Linked DNA regions of Gossypium hirsutum: region 2 is linked to region 1. A link is a contact called in public Hi-C data. All regions are on one chromosome and are shown on one strand. Each heading gives the region's core, a stretch centred on a gene start, on an enhancer-like site or on the middle of the called end of the contact. The rest is flanking DNA. Distances are from core to core; before and after follow the strand shown. Region 1 holds the start of LOC107921426 (non-specific lipid-transfer protein 4). Region 2 holds the start of LOC107921201 (myb family transcription factor MOF1).

Evidence for each region. Hi-C and Micro-C count contacts between places; a contact is called where the count stands out from the background.
Region 2: a Hi-C map of leaf shows a contact between it and region 1, with 2.7 times the contacts expected there. The contact joins the promoter of LOC107921201 here to the promoter of LOC107921426 in region 1. A contact is called at or near these places in 6 of 34 Hi-C or Micro-C datasets (callus, fibers, hypocotyl and 2 more).

Annotation. Positions count from the first base shown.
Region 1 is chrD01:42,748,537-42,753,412 of Gossypium_hirsutum_v2.1, forward strand. It overlaps LOC107921426 (non-specific lipid-transfer protein 4), which reads right to left and starts at 2,232. Exons shown (of 2, transcript XM_016851277.2): 1 at 1,830-2,232; 2 at 986-1,219. The coding sequence starts at 2,178. The coding sequence ends at 1,203.
Region 2 is chrD01:43,003,507-43,008,382 of Gossypium_hirsutum_v2.1, forward strand. It overlaps LOC107921201 (myb family transcription factor MOF1), which reads left to right and starts at 2,302. Exons shown (of 7, transcript XM_016851084.2): 1 at 2,302-2,661; 2 at 3,047-3,194; 3 at 3,280-3,356; 4 at 3,457-3,493; 5 at 4,027-4,177; 6 at 4,411-4,684. The coding sequence starts at 3,068.

The DNA.
Region 1 (4,876 bases), core at 982-3,481:
TTAACTATGAATTCTTTTGATTTAAAATTTACATTTTATCTAGTAAAAAATATTTTATTAATTCCTTTTTTTAGAAAATACATATTTAAAGGTGTTTGTATATGTCAAATTACGAATCAATTTATCATTATTTTTCAAGCAGTTAAAAGAAAAAAAATAGAAACAAAAAATTATTTTATTATCTTTTAGTTTTTATTTCTACATAATATATTTTATATATATCCGCATGAAAAATTATATTTATTAAATTATAATTTTTTATTTTAAATGATGCATTTATAGGGTTTGATCAGCATGTTTAATTGCAAATTCATTTATTCAAATTTTTTAACTTCAATTTATATATTTAAAGGTGTTGATCAGTGCTTTCATTTATGAGTTAAGATTGCTACTAAATCCGCTCTTTAAAAAGGGATAAAAATGTTGTGAGGCATTTCTTATTTAACACCTTTCCAAATAGACACTTTTTCTTTTATGTCTTTTTTAAAGATTATATATTAATTGTTAAATTTCAATTTTGGTCCTTATATTATGTTTAATTTTGAAATATAATCTCTATTTTTATATAATTTGGTATCTCAACTTTTATAATGTCATTAGTTAATCTAAATATTTTATTTTGATTAAAATATTGAGTGAATTTATAATAATTGTTAATATCATTAAAATTATGTATTACATTCAAGTCCATTACAATATTATCTTATTTTGTTACATGGATACAAATGAGTATTCTTTTTTTTTTTTAATTTCAATATGTCACACTAGAGAATTTAACAAAAAAAAATTAACGGTGTTAATAACTAGATCCAAAAAATAAAATAACTAAATTCCTAAAAATAAAAATATAATCATTAAATTCCAAATATAAGAATTTAAAATATATTTTAACTTTACAATTTAATCCAAAAATAATTAATCCAATGCGAAATCTATTGTAGTAACAAATTATTATTATGGTTTGCATTGATGGAGAGAGAGAGGGTTTGTATTTAAGGATTATTATTATTATAATGTAAAGGTGAAGGTACATAAAAGAAGACGTAGGTGTTGAAGCAACCTCCACATCTTACACAAATTCTCAACATTACATTAAAACTAATATATGAATCACCAAGTAACCATGCACCAATACTTTATTCATAGCTCTCAGCTTCTCCCTCCTACAAAATCACCCATTATTCTCCTTCATCGTTGCCTTCTTATGGGACTGTATACCCTGAAAAGTGTCGAAATTTTACTAGTTAGCCTCAACATATTGGAATACTTTTTTTAAAAATTTTAAAAATATATATGTCATTTTAATGATATCAAATAATATAACTATATAAAATACTTAGTTTTCAATAATATATGCCATTTACTCTAAAAATATTATCCACTAAGATATATTTTTCTTTTTATTTATAGTAATAAAAATTAGCAGTAAAAATAATCATAAACTTAACAAATTATTTTTAAATTTTAATTTATTTTTTAACAAATTATATTAAAAGATTTTTTTCCCCCAAAATGGGTGGTATGAATTCTAGTCTAGTTAATTTTATAAGGGGAAAAAAGTTAAAGCCCGTTTAAAAATGAGAATGTCTTGGACCAGTCAGCTTGGTCTTGATGTTCTGGGGTTGCCGAGCTTGTGCTAATCACTTTAGGGCTTTACGTTTATACCTTTAATCTTCAAAACCAAGCCCAAAAGGAAACATGCACATGCACAATGGCCGTTGTTATTTGCCAGTCTTGAGCCCAAAACATGGCATTAATTTATGTAAATGTTTGGTTAAGTTAAACACCACTTTCAAAAGATAAAGAAGAGAATGAGGTAGTGTACTTACTTCCACATTTTTTGCCAGCTTGCCTGTTCCTAATATTGCATTTTTTGGGAATGGCAATAGCAATCCCAGGCATGATCCCGGCCTGCTTTGCCAATGGTGATAGCAAAATAGCACAAAGGCACCTTGGAGAAGTCCTGAGTAAGGCACCCACCTTGGCGCAGCAAGCTGGAGGAACTTTAGCCCTTGCATTCCGAGCCGCTCCCAGGCATGGGCTTAAGCTTGCTGCAGCCGACCTGATTGGGGTCCTCCCGCACTCTCCTGCTGCACCTGCATCACTGACCAATGCATTCAAACTTATCGAAATCAAAAACAAAACAACCAGACAATAAGGTTTCAAGCTCAAAGCCATCTCTGTTACACTCCGCGAAACTCACTCTTTTTCCACACTGATTTTGCTGACCTCCACCAATGCATATTTATACACATATTTTAATAATAAAAAAAAGGGTTTCGGCCTGTGGGGTGGTGAAATTTGGGTTTAGTGCGGTGGTTGTGGGAGACTTACGTGGAAGCATTTTGTGTCTTCTTCTTCCCTCAGGTTATTCAAGATGTAATGATTAGTTGAATGTTCCCACTGAAAGGATCCATCGCTTGTTACTTTGGTAGATTTTGGTTCATAAGTAGAATGCTATTTCCTTGGCTTTTTGTTAAATTTTTTCTGGCATGTTCTCTTCTTCAGATTGCCTTAGGGTAGGTGGCAGTGTTAACATATGCATCAAAGGGTTTCCGTTATCTTTTTGGCATTCTTGGAGCTTTCAATAATTTGCTCCACTATGATATATTGAAATATATTAGACTATACGTGGCTTAAACTTATTAACCAACTGCTGGATATGACATGATCTCAATAAGAAAAGCATATACTTGACGTATGTGCTCTCCTATATGCTTTCATATCCTAATTGTTTCTTAAATATCAACACCATGCATGATCAATGAAAATCAAAGCAGAAAATAATAAAAACAACATATATTTAGTGACTTCAACCAATAATCTGAAATTAAATCAAGAGTCAAGCAAATTGGATTACAACCTAATTATTAGTCATTATTGTCCCCAAACACACTCCAACTAAAAAAACATATCTTATTACATAATTTACTATTTGCTTCATTTTATACTTTTTTTAGTAAATTTAATATATTTTTTACTATTAAAAATAAAATATTTATTTTATAAATTATTAAGAGAATATATATTGTTCAATATTACCACATTTGTAGTCTTGAGGTTGATATTATTTTCTTGACAAAAATATTATAGTGAAAGGTCTGACAATTGTTTAAATTTTAATGATAAGAGTTTTAATTTTACCAACAATATTATATGATATTTTTAAAAGCTTTGCTTGAATATTTTTAATCAAATATTGAGAATAGAGGGGTCAGATATATGAAGAGAGCAATGTACAGTCTAAAGGTATATCTATCTGCACCAAAAAAATTTATTTGAATTGTTGATGCAAGATTTAGTGATGAAGGTTGATGAGGAATTATACGAAGGTGCAAAGAGTCTATTAATGTTGTTCTTGTGGGATTGGAGAGGAATAGAAGGTTCTAGAGAATGCTTGATAGAGTTTTGATATGTAAAGTAATGTATTGGAGTCATCTACACAATATAGAATGTTTATATAGCTGAGGGCTTGATGTGGTTCCTTGGATAAGTGTTTTCCTGAAGGAAGTTAATAGTTGAGTCATTGTGGGCCATCCTGCATGTGCACCTCAATTTGATTAGAGGATTTGTTGTTTTACTATGGAGCCCCCCTGTAGGTCCTAATAGCAATGGCTATGAGCGAAACATGTAGGAGATGGGTCTTGATGCAAGATTTAGCCTAAGCACGATGCTCATGCAGCGTGAGGTGAGGTGTGCGCCCTTTAGGCGAGGTAGCTTTTGATCATATGTGTGAGCTCTTTCTTGTTCTCTTCCTCGGTTGAGGATGGTTGACCTCGCATGGTTGTTACATATAATACTTTTTCTTTAGTTGAGGAGAAAATTATAAAGTGATCTTCATCGAGAAATAAACTTATTGTAGATGGTGGTGAAAATGTTTTGCTTTGCCGATATATAATTTTGAGCTCTAGGGAAACAAAAAATTCGATAGTGCTCAAAGTGGTTGTATATGTAAGCAATCACAGAAGTTATTCCAGCAACTACTTGTTTCTTAAATGTCAGCGTTATTCATAGTTGCTCATAGGTTGGGTCGGATTTGAATTGGGTTCATGCAAGGTACTTAGACCAATTTTTTCAAGTCTGGGTTTGGCCTAGCCTGAAAAATAGGCTTACATTTTTTTGCCCAAGCTTGATCCAATTTAAGAAAGGTAAATCCAGATCGACTTGACCTGTCCATATTTCTTTCTTTTTAAATTAGTTTTTATTTAAAAATATTTTTTTAGAAAACATAATATACTAAAGGCCTAAATTCACTAAAAACGCTAAAATAAAAGTTTTCTAACACATTAAAAATACATTAGAAGGTATTTATGTCACACGCCAAATTTGGCGGATCCGAGAAGGCGTGTAGATGTGAAATTGTCTGTTTTGGCGCACTTTGATAGTTAGTCCACAAATTTATAAGCTTCTAGCGAACTAATGTTTGGTGCATACCCACCTATGGAAGTTTTCTGGATTTAATTCTCGTAGCATTCTTCAATTGAAGGAGTATGACAAACAAAGAGTATGACTCGAAAGTTCTGGTTGAGTATAACACGCCTATCAAGCATATGAGGAAGTTGTAGAGCATTAAAGTTCCTTTAAGGCCATGCCATATATGAGTTATCAGCAATAGGTATAGTATGCCAAGTTTATTCAAATGATGTGCAAAATGGGTTTTGTAGCGTGATTGGTTAGAAGTCAATTGAAGGGATTGACTGGCCAAATAACATCGACATCAATTTTTTTTTATATTTTCTTCGATTTTTGTAGCTCATTAAAGGGACAACTTCTGTATGCATTTGACACTTGTCAAGATTCATTAAGAGGTACTGGGTGGTATATGGTGAGAAAGGATCGTATGGATGGTTTTTTCTTCCTTCAATATTACCGTTTG
Region 2 (4,876 bases), core at 1,052-3,551, 260 kb after region 1:
CTTGCCAAGTATCATATTATGACAAATCATATTCAATGGGCTAATTAGACTAATTGACTAGCTAAAACTAAAAAGGACTAAATTAAAAAATATTTAAAATTAAAAAATTAACAATTTAATGAGCACAAGTGTTTGGTTGACTTTCTTGTTATTGATTAATTTTTGAATTAGGGATATAAAAGGCCTAAACTTCTAATTGGTTCAATTTTACCTCTCGGTCACCATTTGACAAAATCAGACGATTTAGTTCGATTTATCTTTCAACCTCAACAAACTAAATTGAGACATCTAAATTGGTCCTCAATAGGCTCTCCTCTTGATCCCACATACCTAAGTATTCACCTAGAGTTGTCAATTCGAAGTTTTAAAGTTTATTCAATTTAGTTTAATTTTTACGATTTAATCCTTGTACCAAAAACTAACCAAGCAACACTTCCATCAACCAACCACCATAGATTTTATTACCACTCATCATCATCATGCATGACAGTCAAACACATGCTTAAATAATTAATTAAAATAAACACAAAAGCAAGGTTAGATGAAGCTTATGAATTTTTTGATGGATACTTTGAAGAAGATGATGATAGCAACAATGGAGGTGGAAACATAGCTAAAGTTAAGATTTTTATGCTTAAGAAAGTAGTTAAAACTGAAATATATTGAAAGATTTGAATAGAAATCAAAATACAAAGTTAACTTGAGCCTTAAATTGCAAAGGAAGTTAAAAGCTATAGTAAAAACTAACTAAATTACCAACCACACCAAGTAAGCTCAGGAAAGTAAATGACCTAAACCTAATAATAGAGAAGAAACTAACAACTAAGCTAAAAAATGAAAGAAAGTTGGCTCCTTTAAGTTGACAGCCAAAAGGGTCTTTTAACAGATGATAAATTCAACCCTAACATTGACAAAATTGCCCTTAATTTGTATTTGTTGACTTGTGTTGGTGTTGGACAAAAGACTACCCTTGCAATATTTTTCTCCCCGTTAGGCAACAGAGTCACAACATCCACGTTCAGTGTTGTGACACCCTTGATAGTGGAAAAATTGTGGCTTTGAAGGTTCTCGATGTCGCGACATCCACTGATCTATATCACAACACCCCCGGTGATGACCACTATTTCCCCATTTCACAACCTTCAATGATTTCACGACCTTGCAAACTAGGTGTCACAACTTTGGGCTCAATGTCACGACACCACACCTAGGGCCAAAAAGAATAAAGGTTGATGGCCAAAAAAGGCTCAAAAATACAAATAGGGTTATTTTGACAAAATATGCATGCGTTAATAGCCAAATTTATCATTAAGCCAATTATTTATATTTACCAAAAAAATTTAAAAAAACAAAAAATTATCTTCTAGTAGTAAAAGAAAAGTATATATACAAAATTACAAAATATTAAATAAAAAGTATATTTTTAAAAATTAAAAAATAAATTATTTAATTAAATAGATTCGAATTAATTATTTATAAATTCAACTTAAACAAAATAAAATATCAATACTATATGTAAACTCGTTCCAATTTAATTCAAACATTACCCAACCAGACTTGACTCTCAGCGGTTTTACATTATTTTGCTCGGTTAGGTTAGTCTCCACTCTTCCATTATAATAACTATCTTATCAGAGGCAACTTTTTAAATAAATTTTGTAACATACTACTCTTAATTTCATGTTAGAAGATATTATCAATACCCACTGAAGCAGTATAAATTCCCCCAAAACCATTAACCTCTAATTAATGAAATATTCACCATCCAAACTCATAATTTTTACATTGCAAAAACCATTCTTAATAATAATAGTTAAAATGGTATGTACATTAAAATTAATTTTGATTTAATAAAATATGTACAATTAATATATATAATTACATCAAATTAAAATTCATATATCATAATATCCTCGACTAAGTTACCGTTATTTAGGGCAGTAAGACATGTTTAGTAGAGGAGGAGCCATGGAATCCTAATAAAAAGAAAATTGACACTGAGTTAAATAAAAAGATTATTCATATGACTATATTTATATACTGAAATGTTTAATAAATTGGGTCAAATGGACTAAAACAAAAAACAAGGAACATATAATGGACAACTACCATTTGAAAACAAGGGTAAAAGCGTCAGGGTAGAAGCTTTTCCTTTAAGACAGCACAGTAAAGGGGTGCGCTAACCGTGTCACTTTCCGTGTTGTGGAAAGAAAAATCTGTCCCAAAGAAACAAAAAAGCATACAAAATTATGATAGTAATACAAATATATATATTCATGGCGTCTTTTGTGATGATGAGGAAGTTGGCAGTATTATAGAGGAATATATGAAGTAAATAAATACATAAATATTTTGTCTTTTTTTCTTTTTGTATGGAAAATAGAGCTTATAGGCTCTATATTATGTACAGAAAGAGGGAAGCAAAAGGTCAATGTAAAGCAGTTGGGTATAGGGGTAATGATTTCAGGGAAGGCAGATCAGAGAACTCGTGAGAGTTCTTAATTTTTATTATCATTCATTTTTATTTAATTCAATTGGGGGGTTTGAAAGTTTTTTTCTTATATAAAAATATTATTTTTGGTCTTTGTTGATTTTGTGTATCTCTGAAAGTGTGCAGAGATTAGAGAGTATTAGAAACAGAAGAAAGGCAGCAGTTTGCAGGTATTATCAGTGCTTCTTAAGGAATTTTACAGTGCCTTGTTCGTCTTATTCCTTTCCTCGTGATCTTTCTTGTTCTCTTTCCTCTGCCTTTTTCTTTTGTTTTATATTTCTTTTTTCTTCAAGGGGCTCCTGCAGTTAGTGTCTTTCTTGCTGCTTTGTACCTAGACAATTCCAACAACATTGAAACAACCCAGGGTTTTCCAGTTCCAGGAGTTTTTATCATAAAAATATTTACCACTAAAACCTGAAACATAGGTCCTTTTTTCTTTGTTTATCGCTAGTGATCGTATTAAGAGCCTTCAAAGCTTTCAAAGGATATACCTTTGGGGGGGGGGGTTCCCATTTGAGGGTTTTAAAGAACATAAGAACGAGAGTTTTTTTTTAGGAGATTGGAACAAAGAAGGAAATGGGCAGTTGTGGGAGGAGTGGTGCAGTGAGGCAGTATATAAGATCAAAGGTGCCTCGTTTGAGATGGACACCTGAACTTCATCAATGTTTTGTTCAAGCTATCGAAAGGCTTGGTGGTCAAGACAGTAAGTTTCCCTTTTCTTCTTCTTCAGCTTGTTTCTTTTGGTGTTGAAATAATGGCCTTTTTTTTTGTTTGTTTCGACTTGCCAGAAGCTACGCCGAAACTTGTTCTTCAACTGATGGATGTGAAAGGACTCACCATTTCACATGTGAAAAGCCACCTTCAGGTTCATCTTTCTTTCTTCCCTTCTGGCTTTCAAATTCCTTCTTTTTTTTCTTCCCCTTCGATCATTTTTGTTCACATGGGTTTCTTTACATTCTGACCAGATGTATCGGAGCATGAGAAGTGATCTTAGCAGACAAGGTATCTTAGCACTTCTTTAAAAAATGTTTTTTTTCTTCTTTATATCCCAAATACCTTTTCCAATTCTCAGTTTTTAACTATGGAACTAACTGTTCTATATTCATCAGTGTGTGTGTGTGTTTGCATATCATTCTATGATACTTTCTTCTAATGGTTGTGTTTTGGTATAAAGTATCCAAGATCATATACTCCCTTCTTTACATAATTTTTAGTAAAAGCCTAGATGTACCACTTCATTTATTATTTCCTTTTCTCTCTTATACATTTGATGCCAAATTAGATGTGAACAGCCATTAACTTGTTTCCTTGCCAAATCTTCCTCTATTGGCATATCTGATGAATCCCATACATCCCCATTCCTTGACTACAGCTGTTTCCAAGTGTTTTCTGAGCAAACATCTCTTAAATAATATGCATGCATGCTATCCCAACTCATGACTTAATTGGCTCTTTTCTTTTTCAATTTTCTTACTATTCTTTCATGAAGTTTTTTTTATTGAAACTTCTGTGTTGGGGTCTGTCAAATGACACAGATAGGAGTTCAACCCATCAAAGAAGACAATCTTTTGAGAAACATGATGGTTGTGTTGATGATGTAATTGATATTATGGGTTTTCACTCAACCTCAAAGCCCATTGAAGAATCAGATTCTCATTTGATCCACTCTCCTCTTCCTTCAAAAAGGTCAGCTTAGCTTTATTCCCCCATGGTTACAGACTTTTCATATACTTAAAAAAAGAAAAGTTGATAGTGTAGTGCAAGAAACAAACAAAAGAAGGTAGTATGTTGCATGATCTTTTCTTATCTGCTACTACCTTTTTTTTTCTTTTTCTTTTAAATTTTTTCCTCTCTAAAATTCTTATTGTTTGATTTCTGTTCTCATTATCTTTTGTTTTTTTAAACCTCCTTTGCCTCAGAGCTAGAATCGAGACCAAGAGTTCAATCTCTGATCAGAATCTGCAATGCAGCCAAGGAGTATGTGAGAGAGTCTCAAATCCGTACTTTTATGATGATTATCTGCAGACAATGGCTGTTTATAAAGGAATAAAGGAAGGTAATGGTGCTTTCATATGGGAACACACCCAGACTCACCCTCAGGCCCAAGGTCAATCCACAACCTTCTCTCTGCCACATGATCTTTACAATCTCAACTCCTTCAAATATTCAGTGGAAGAATCTGATTTCCTTAAGGTACACTAGCCAAACCCCACCATTTTTTTTTCTTTCTCCCTCCCTCCCTCTCTTTTTCTCTTTATATATTTATTTTCCCAGCTTTTGTTTATGAGCTTGAGTGTAATGTTGGGTTTGGAACACTTGATTTTATATAAGCTAGTTTCCACTTTCCACATTCAATGTTGGCTCTTATGACCAGTGGTAACAGGG